Linked DNA regions of Sus scrofa: regions 2 and 3 are each linked to region 1. Evidence: chromatin contacts called from public Hi-C data. All regions are on one chromosome and are shown on one strand. Each heading gives the region's core, a stretch centred on a gene start, on an enhancer-like site or on the middle of the called end of the contact. The rest is flanking DNA. Distances are from core to core; before and after follow the strand shown. Region 1 holds the start of GPC1 (glypican-1). Region 2 has its middle 64 kb from the start of OTOS. Region 3 has its middle 80 kb from the start of OTOS.

Evidence for each region. A called contact is a pair of places that touch in the nucleus more often than the background predicts.
Region 2: a Hi-C map of skeletal muscle shows a contact between it and region 1, with 5 times the contacts expected there. The contact joins the enhancer-like site here to the promoter of GPC1 in region 1. A contact is called at or near these places in 15 of 47 Hi-C or Micro-C datasets (alveolar macrophages, brain, embryonic fibroblasts and 9 more) and 1 of 2 datasets of contacts at active chromatin or transcription factors (skeletal muscle).
Region 3: a Hi-C map of skeletal muscle shows a contact between it and region 1, with 5 times the contacts expected there. The contact joins the enhancer-like site here to the promoter of GPC1 in region 1. A contact is called at or near these places in 4 of 47 Hi-C or Micro-C datasets (embryonic fibroblasts, psoas muscle and skeletal muscle) and 1 of 2 datasets of contacts at active chromatin or transcription factors (skeletal muscle).

Annotation. Positions count from the first base shown.
Region 1 is chr15:139,456,368-139,459,209 of Sscrofa11.1, forward strand. GPC1 (glypican-1) reads left to right here and starts at 1,499. Exons shown (of 9, transcript XM_021075944.1): 1 at 1,499-1,991. The coding sequence starts at 1,826.
Region 2 is chr15:139,334,688-139,337,529 of Sscrofa11.1, forward strand. No RefSeq gene overlaps it. Among named protein-coding and RNA genes, the nearest start is that of OTOS, 64 kb to the left of the region's middle. Within about 2 kb of position 1,389, at least 5 of the 83 cell types and tissues checked have an H3K27ac peak or open chromatin away from gene starts, as enhancers often do. A contact at or near this core is called in skeletal muscle, where this site is marked.
Region 3 is chr15:139,351,038-139,353,879 of Sscrofa11.1, forward strand. No RefSeq gene overlaps it. Among named protein-coding and RNA genes, the nearest start is that of OTOS, 80 kb to the left of the region's middle. Within about 2 kb of position 1,499, at least 6 of the 83 cell types and tissues checked have an H3K27ac peak or open chromatin away from gene starts, as enhancers often do. A contact at or near this core is called in skeletal muscle, where this site is marked.

The DNA.
Region 1 (2,842 bases), core at 249-2,748:
AGTAAGGTCAGGAGACTCTCCTGCCTCAAGCCAGGTTTAAGCCCCAGCCTGGCCCCTGCCCGACCCAGAAGCACGTGGCTGGAGGTGAGCTTCTAGAGGGCAGGGTGGGGGCCAGGTGTCCTGACCCAGGCGGGGCAGGTATCTGGACAGCCATGCCCGGCCCAGGCAAGCAGGAGCAGGCCTGCCTGAGAGCTGCCGGGGTCTGTGAGTCACCAGTGTGACGAGGTGGCAGGTGCTTAGGGAGGCCAGAGGTCTGCTCCCTCCACTGGGTCCTCGCTGCGGCTTCTCTCACCGTGACAGGGGCTCTGGGTGAGAAGCCTTTCCTGGGAGGCAGGGCAGATGGGAGCCCAAGCCCCCTCTGGAGCTGCTGAGCCCACAGCTCAGGGAGTCCCAGGGCAGGGATGGAGCCCTCTCTCCTGCCGCCTCCCCCAGCCCCCAGGGGGTGAAACCGGAACCCCCAGGTTCAAGGTGGGGACACTCTTGCTGGAACATGGTGATCATTTTGGGGTCCTCTTCCAAGGGGGCCCATCTCGGCCCATTAGGCATCCGGGCTCAGGGCCTGGCGGTGTCTGGGGCCTTTGCCCACATGACCGGAGAGCGGCCAGAAGCCGAGAAGCCCTCCGGACACCGCCGCCCTGCTTCTCACCTCCCTTCTCACAGACACCCCCACCCCACCCCCACTCCACGCTGCTGCTACCCGCCCTGTCCACCCCCTCCTGGTCCCGGGCCAGCGTCACTCAGCTGGTCGCTGGACACGCTCTAGGTCACGCTCTCCCCAACCCCCAGCAATCTGACCTGTTGTCGGCCCGACCCCCTCCCTTCCCCAACAGGTCACCTGCCACCGCCCAGAGGCTCAGGCCAACAGACAAGCTTCCGCCCCCCTCGCTCGCTTCTTGAGCATCCCAAGAGTCACGTGGAGGGAACAAAAAACCGGCTGACATCTCCAACAACTAAGCCATTGGTCGCCTCGACGCAGGGCTGGGAGAGCACAAGGTCTGGTCCCTGGGCTAGTTTCCCGCGTACAGCCCCCCCCGCCGCCCCCCCAACAAAATCAAGTGTGAGAGCTGGAGGCGGCTGAGACCGGCGCGGGGCCAGTAAAGGGTGCGATCTAGGTGCGGGCGGTGGATCGAGAGGCCCGAGGCTGCGGGAGCCGACAGGCGCGGCGCGCTGCCAGGGTGCAGGAAGGCAGGGCCCGAGCGGAGAAGGGGGACGGGGGGAGGGATGCCGATTTCGGCTGGGGGCGGGGAAGCCCCTGATAGGCGCGCGGCAGGCGTGATGTCACGTCCGGCGGGGGAAGCCCTGCCTCAGCACCCCCGCCCCCGCCCCCACAGGTGGTGCCGCCGCCCCGGGCGCTGGGCGTGGGGGGCGCGCCCTCCGGGACCCCAGCCGCGGCCCGCGCGCTCCCGGCCACCCAGCTTCCCTCCAGCAGTCGACGGATCGGCGCGAGCCAGGCGGTCCCCCGGGCCCGGGGAGCGGGAGGGGCGCCCGGTGCGCCCCGGATCGCGCCCCCGCGCCGCGCCGCGCCGCGCCCCGCCCCGCCCCGCGCGCCCCGCCCCGCCCCGCGCGCCCCTCCCCGCCCCTCTCCCGGGCCGCCGAGGGGCCGGGCCGGGACTGCGCGCTCGCCCGCCGCGCTCTGGGCCGCCCGAGCGAGCGGCCGGTCCTCGCGCCCCGCGCGCCCCGCGCCCCGCCGCCGCCGGCTTTTGTTGTCTCCTCCTCCCCTGCGGCCGGCGCCTCTGGACCGCGAGCCGAGTGCGCCGGGACCTTGGCTCTGCCCTTCGCGGGCCGGGGCTGCGCGGGCCCGGCCGGGGGCGCCGCCGGCCCCGCCATGGAGCTCCGGGCCCGAGGCTGGTGGCTGCTGTGCGCGGCCGCCGCGCTGGCCGCCTGCGCTCGCGGGGACCCTGCCAGCAAGAGTCGGAGCTGCGGCGAAGTCCGCCAGATCTACGGGGCCAAGGGCTTCAGCCTGAGCGACGTGCCCCAGGCGGAGATCTCGGGTGAGTGACCCGGCGCGCCCGGGGCTCCCCTGCGCCCCCTCCTCTCTCCCGCTCCGCGCTGATCCGCCCCCCGCCGCCCTCCCTCCGCCCAAGTCTCCGCGGCACCTCTCGATGGTCCCCGCGCCCCCAACACGCACCCCGGCCCCTTCCCGGCGGGGCTGTCCTCGCCGGGCAGTGGACCGGGCGGTCCCCAGCTCGGCGCGTCCTCCCGGGCAGGCAGGACTGAGCGGCGGGGCCGGCTGTCGGGGGGCAGCTGGCGGTGGCCACGGGCGACGGACTCCCACCGGCTGTGAGGGCCTCTCCGGGAAGCGCCTCGGGTCGCGCCGGGGGTTCCCGGGGTCTGCAGCTAAGGCAGCCTGGGCGCCGGCGAGGTGGGGAGCGAGCTGGGCGCTGGTGGGGCGGGAGCGGGGGGAGAAGGCGGAGGGGCACGACCTCTGCCACCGGGAGCGGAACGCCGGCTCGCAGGGATCCCTGCCGAGGAACTTGTGCTTGCCTGGCACTCCGGGCGCCTCCGGCGGGGAGTCCAGCTGCAGGTGGTCGGCGCCTTGGATCCCGCCCAGGGGCCATGTCATTTCTTTGTAAGAACATCGCCGTCCCAGGCGGCCTCAGCCCTGCAGCTGCCTGCAGTCCTGCCCACACCCTCCCTGCGGGCCTCTGAGGAGCTTTAGGGACAGAAGCGAGGGGAGGGGGTGGGGCACAGTGTCCTAAGAATTTCTCAAACCCCCCCAGGCTTCTTGCTCAAACTGCAAACATGTCCAGAAGCACACTAGATCTGCGCGTCTGTGCAGGGTGCCTGGGACTCAGTGGACGAGAGCGGACCAGGTTCCTGCCCTGAGGGACTGACTCCTCCC
Region 2 (2,842 bases), core at 139-2,638, 120 kb before region 1:
GCTGGGGGTGCCCAGGGCGGCAGGACACCACGGACCGGAGGGAAGCAGACCTAGCCAGGTGCTCGGGCCACAGACCCCCCCCGTGTCCCCCCCACACCCCTTCTGCCCCCCCAGCCTGTGGGTTCCAGTAAATGTACAGCCTTCACCCCGGGCCCTGGCATGCACCCCATAGACTGGTTCCTGGGGGCCAGTTCTGGGAGGGCAGGTGGGGGGCCGCCCCGGGGCCAGGCAGGCTAGCCCCCCCTCCGTGTCACCCCACCAGCCACGGCCAAGCACAGGCCCTCCCCTTGCGGTGGGCCCCTGTCAAGGTGCTGTGACCCCAGACAAGGTCACCAAGCCTGCCTGGCCTCAGCAGCGGCCAGCCTCCAGCAGGATCAAAAACAACCCCTGCTGCTGGACCCGGGGTGCCAGCCTGGGAAGCCAGCTCTTCTGGACAAGGGCATGGCCGTGGTCCCAGGGGCTCAGCTCAACTGGCCTCTTCTTCTTCCTGCCCTCCCGCCCCTCACCCAGGCCTTCCCGACCCTCGGGCACTGCGCCCCACCCCCACTGCCGGCAGTAGGGGGCCTCGCGGCCCCTCCGCAAGGTAATGGGGTCCAGCGCATAAGAGGCAGCCGGAGGCTGGCATGCTGGAGGGCGCACTGCGGCCATCGGCCCGCTTCTGGCTGGCCCGCCGCCGGGAAGCCTCCTCTGCATCTTCCGCAGTGCTGGCCCTGCTTTGTGACTCTGGCCCCGCTGTGACAGGCAGAGATGACGGCCTGTCACCTCCCGCCATGCTCAGGACAGAGGACGTGCCCACAGCAGAGCTGAGTGACGGGACCACGTCAGTTCTTTCTGGGAGTTCGTTTCCACCACGCGCGTCCAGAACCCCACCTGAGCCGTCATCCCCTCCCCGCGGGTGCCCGGCCCATCGACCCCTCCCCTGTCAGGGTGCCCAGCCCGTCCCTTCTCACCGAGGCCCTGAACCAGTTCTGGCGGGGTTGCTCCTGGCCAGAACCCGCAGGGCCCGTGACCACTGGGGCCGCATCGAACCTCTTGGCCCAACAAGGCGCCAAGACCCGCCCAGGGCGGCCTTCAGGCCTAGCCCTGGGTCTCCAGCCGGCTGGGCCCTCACGGGCCTGACGCACGCCTCCTCCTCTGGCCCCTGCATCTCCGCTGCTTCCAGTGATCAGAGCCTTCCCAAGCCAGTCTCTCCTCCCAGAAGCCTCCCAGGCCCTCCCCAGGCCTCCCTGGGGACCTGTGACACCTGCCCCGCCCCCTTGCCCCAGCCTCCCAGCAGACCTAGTCCCTCCCAGACCCTGGGGCAGCAGCAGCCCCACCCCTGCTGGAGCCAGGGGCGCATGTGGGCCCTGCCCATCCGTCTGTCTGGGGAAGGGGGGGCCTGTGGGGAGGGGCCTGGCAAGAGCAGAGCTCCCAGCGGGCACGCCTGTCCTGGGCCTGAAGGGCTGCTGACAGGAGGCATCTGGTTTCCAGGGACAGGCGGTCGAGGGCGATGGCACCTGTCAGCATTTCTGCCCTTCAGCGTGAGCCGAGGCAGGGCCCGCATGTCTGGGGGAGCTGGCCAGACTCCTCCCCGCTGGGCTGCAGGAGTCTGCCAGCTGAGACCTGCTGCCCAGGCTGGGGGCTTCCCGGGCATGCGTCCCCTGTCTCGCCCAACCAGACTGGCCTTGGAGCTGGGAGGCCCCTTGTCCCCAGGCCAGGGTGGGGTTCCACCAACAGAGCATGGTCTGCACACTCAGCACCCCAAGAACACAGGTGCCAACCTGTGCCCTGCCCTGGCTGTGCAGCCTTGGCCAGGTGGCCAGCTCTCCTGGTCCTGCTTCCACGTCTGGAAAACGGGAGCAGTGGTGTGAGGTGGGGCCCTCAGCACAGAGCTTCCCCAGAAGCAGGCGCCCTCCCCCATTAGGGTCCGCTGTCCCCTCCCTCCTCCTGCCCTCCCCCGCCCCTCCTGGATGGCTTTCCTCCGGGGCACCACGTCTGAGCCCCTTGCAGGTGCCCCAGCATCGACTGCTGCCCAGGGACCAGCCTGAGGGTCCGGCCAGCAGGGAGGCCGGGCGGCATCGGGAAGCCCACAGCCTGAAGGCCCACGGAGGGACCTCAGAGGCAGCCCGGATCCTCCAGCTGGACACCTGGCGACCAGAGGCCAGTGTCCTCCTGGCCTGCTTCTCAGGGACAACCTGCCCCCTCCGTGTCCTGCCTCGGAGAGGATTCAGATGGATGTGAGTTTGGGGGCGTGGGGGTCCTGCTCCCCTTCCCCGCTTCTCACCGGGAAAGAGAACGAGGTCTCCCGCCCCTCCTGCTGCGAGGCCTTCCCCACAGGAGAACTTCTTACAGACTCTTGTTGTCCCTGGAAGGTATCTCACTGAGACCCCACATTCAAAACCCTGCCCTTCTAAAGCTCCTTGAGGAGTTCTGGCCCCGGGGTGACCCCAGTGGGGTCTGCGGTTTCTGTGTCCGGGTGGCAGGGGTGCCTTTCTTATCTTTCCTGACCTGGTGAGCTGGTGAGGCTCCTGGCGAGCCCCCTCCCCCTCCCCTCCCCCCACCGGCAGCGCCTTTACCAGATCCGCTTTGCCGACGCCTCGGTCCTCGGGGAAAATACAAGAAGCGCCCCCGTGGCTGCCTGTCTGCTGACAAATCCTCTCTCCAGCCTTCTCCGGACACGGACCTGCACCAAACGTTGTGCAGCCAGTGCATCCGGAGGCAGCCGGCCGGGTCCGAACGCTGCCGCCCGGGGCCACGGCGGAGGCCAGGCCTCTCCCCGAGCTGCCAGGACCAGTCGGTCTTTGCCATCGGGTGAAGAAGCGCCGCAGCCGCCCTGCATGCAGGTCCTTGTAGGCTTCTCCGC
Region 3 (2,842 bases), core at 249-2,748, 110 kb before region 1:
CGGGTGGAGCCCCAAGGGCTCTGAGCAGGGCTCTTACCTTTAAAATATTCCTCCTTGGAAGCACGCATTTTCCATGCCTGGAATGACCACGTGGAGGGGGCGCGTGTGGGGTCTGCTTGTCCACCCCTCACTCCCCAAATTTCCTCTGAAAATGACCCTCTCCCCAGTCCAGTGATCCTGTTGGGACTGTAAGTATGGCAGTGGACATATGACCCACGCCAGCCAATCAGCATCATCCAGCCTCTGGACCATGACTAGCCCAAAGATGAACATATGATCCAGACCAGCCAATCAGGACTGCCTAGCCTTTGAGATCTTGACTAGCATGAGATGGGCACATGATCCAGACCAGCCAATCAGGACTGCCCAGTCTCTGAAACATTGACCAGCCCAGAGATGGACAAATAACACAAGCCACCAACCTGAGTCCTGTGGGCAATTTAGTTTATTGAAAAGAAGGTTGCTTTATGCCTGGAGCTTTTTACGGCTATTTTTCTTCACCTGGAGAGACAGTCTACCTGTGAGTAATGCTACACAAGGGAAAGCAGAGCAGAGAGGGAGAGAGGGGTGCTTCTAATAACTTTGTCTAACCTCCTGGATCCAGCTATGCCTGAAGCTCATCCACCTTACATTTTCCAATTCTATGATTTAATCGGTCATCTTATTTCTTTGGGCAAGGTGTCTGTCACTTCCATATAAGTGAGGACTGACCAATAGGCAATGGCTTGACCCAGAGGCTATACTTGGAGTGGGGTAACTGACTGGGCCTGAGTGCTTAGGAGGGCTTCACCGTGCCCTACAACACCCAGTGTGAGGTCCCAGTGCTTCAGGGAGCAAGTCATGGCGGAGCCCGCAATAGATAGGGGTGCCTTCAGGAAGGAAACCCACCTGTTGAAACGTGCATGTCCAGGAGGCACCGCCCGCCATACTCTGGCCTGCCCACTGGCCCTGAGCGACACATGAGGCAGTGCACTTGTAAGCTGGGGTCTGTACGCACCGGACCTGTGGGCAGGCTGCAGCTTTCACCGGTGTTTTATCAAGGGGTTCTCTGAGGTCCAGGGAAGAGCCACACGTGTGCAAGGGACACTCAGCTACACTGGCCACATTGGGTCTACCAGCTGTTGACAAGCACAGAGGCCCCTAAGGTGACCTCCCCGGCCATCGCCAGCCACATCCGAATCAGCCCTTGCCAGCCGCCCACTTCCTGCTCACGGACATGTGAACACGCCTCCCAGGTGACAGGGTTCCAGCGTCGCTCCAGCTCTGCCACCCGCTTCTCTCCCAGCCACACACATCCAACACAGGTATTATTCAACCACACCACCCTCAGATGTGAGAGCCAAAGAGCCTGGAAACAGCGTGGGGGCGGAGCAGCGACTGTCCCGGGGCTGGAGCCAAAAGGCAGGGGGGCGTTGGCCACCGTAAATGCCCAAGGCCCATGGGGCCCTGTTTGAGAAGCAAGCCACGGGGAACTCATCTCCCCCGCCCGACACCTCCCCTGTGACGTCTATTAATAGATCAGCATTCCCTTTGCTTCCACCTCCAGCGCGTGCTCCAGGGACAAGCGGGACTCCAAACGGATTGGGATGGGGGAGGGGCGGGCAGGGCTGCCCCGAGCGGGGTGGCTCTGACTCGTCACCGTTCCCTCAGAGTGCAGTGGGGGTGACAAGGAAGCAGCCCCCTGGGGGTCCAGGCCCCATGGCTGTCTCAGGACCGCCCCCACATCTATCTCCCCCTCGCTTCCTCCAGAGCGTTAGCTGTGCCAGTGGGCGGGGCCTGGCATCTGTGCGTTCCTGCCCTGCACCCTGTCGGGGTGACTGCGGGGTGACCGAGTGTCCACCTGGGCTCTCCGCGGGGCTGGGGTCTGGAATCCTGACTGGTGTCACCCAAACCCTCGCCCAGCCGCACGGGGCACCCCACTCCCTTCCCCCTTTCCTTCGGCCCAGAGGCCTGGAGGACGGCGGGGTGGGCCCGAGAGGGGGCTGGTCTGTCTCCTTATCCCTCCACCCCAGAGTCCCATTAGGGTCCCATCATCTGGTCCAGCTGGCTCCTCATGACCACCCCTGGCCAGGGGGCCCCTGAGGCAAGCCCCCTCCATGCCCTGGGTGCCCTCCTGGAGCACAGGTGCTAGAGGGAGGGCCAGAGGGGCCAGAGTCCTCCCACAGCCAGTGCTGGTCACCTTGGCTGACCCAGGTAGGGACCTCCCCAGGCCAAGTCCTGCCCAGAGCTCTCAGGTCACAGGAGTGCGCTGAGACCCCCCGGGAACCCACACTGCCCCTCCTTGAAAGAGGCCCCGGGGGAAGCAGGAGAGAGCCCACCCCTTCCTCAGAAATCCGCTCCTCCCAGCTGCCCACCTGCCCCTGACTGGCCCCCAGGCTACGCCCTCCTTGGTGGGGGTGGGGGGCAGGCAGCTCATGCCTGGGGTTGGGGGCAGCTCCTGCCCGCGGGGGTGTGGGGGGAGCAGCCCTGGACCTGGAGCACCTGCTTCACTCACATTTTGGACTTTGGTCGTGGGGCCTGCACTGGGCCCAGCCCCGGCCTGTGGCTCAGCCACCCCTCTGGGGCCTGTTTCCTGCTGGGAAGGGGCCCAGTGCAGTGTACCCAGGCCCCCTACTCTGCTAGAGTCCTCCATCTGAGGGGACTGTGTTAGATGCCCAGTGCCACCTCCACCTGGGGTTGAAGCCCCCCCCACCCGCTCCGTCCTCCCTGGGCCCGCCTCTCTCCGGAAACCTTCCAGAATGACTCCCCCTTTGAACTCAGGAACTAGGGCTGATCACGCCCACCAAGAGTCTCTGTGCCCCGCGTGTGGGCACACATGTGCACATACGTACAGACCACCAAC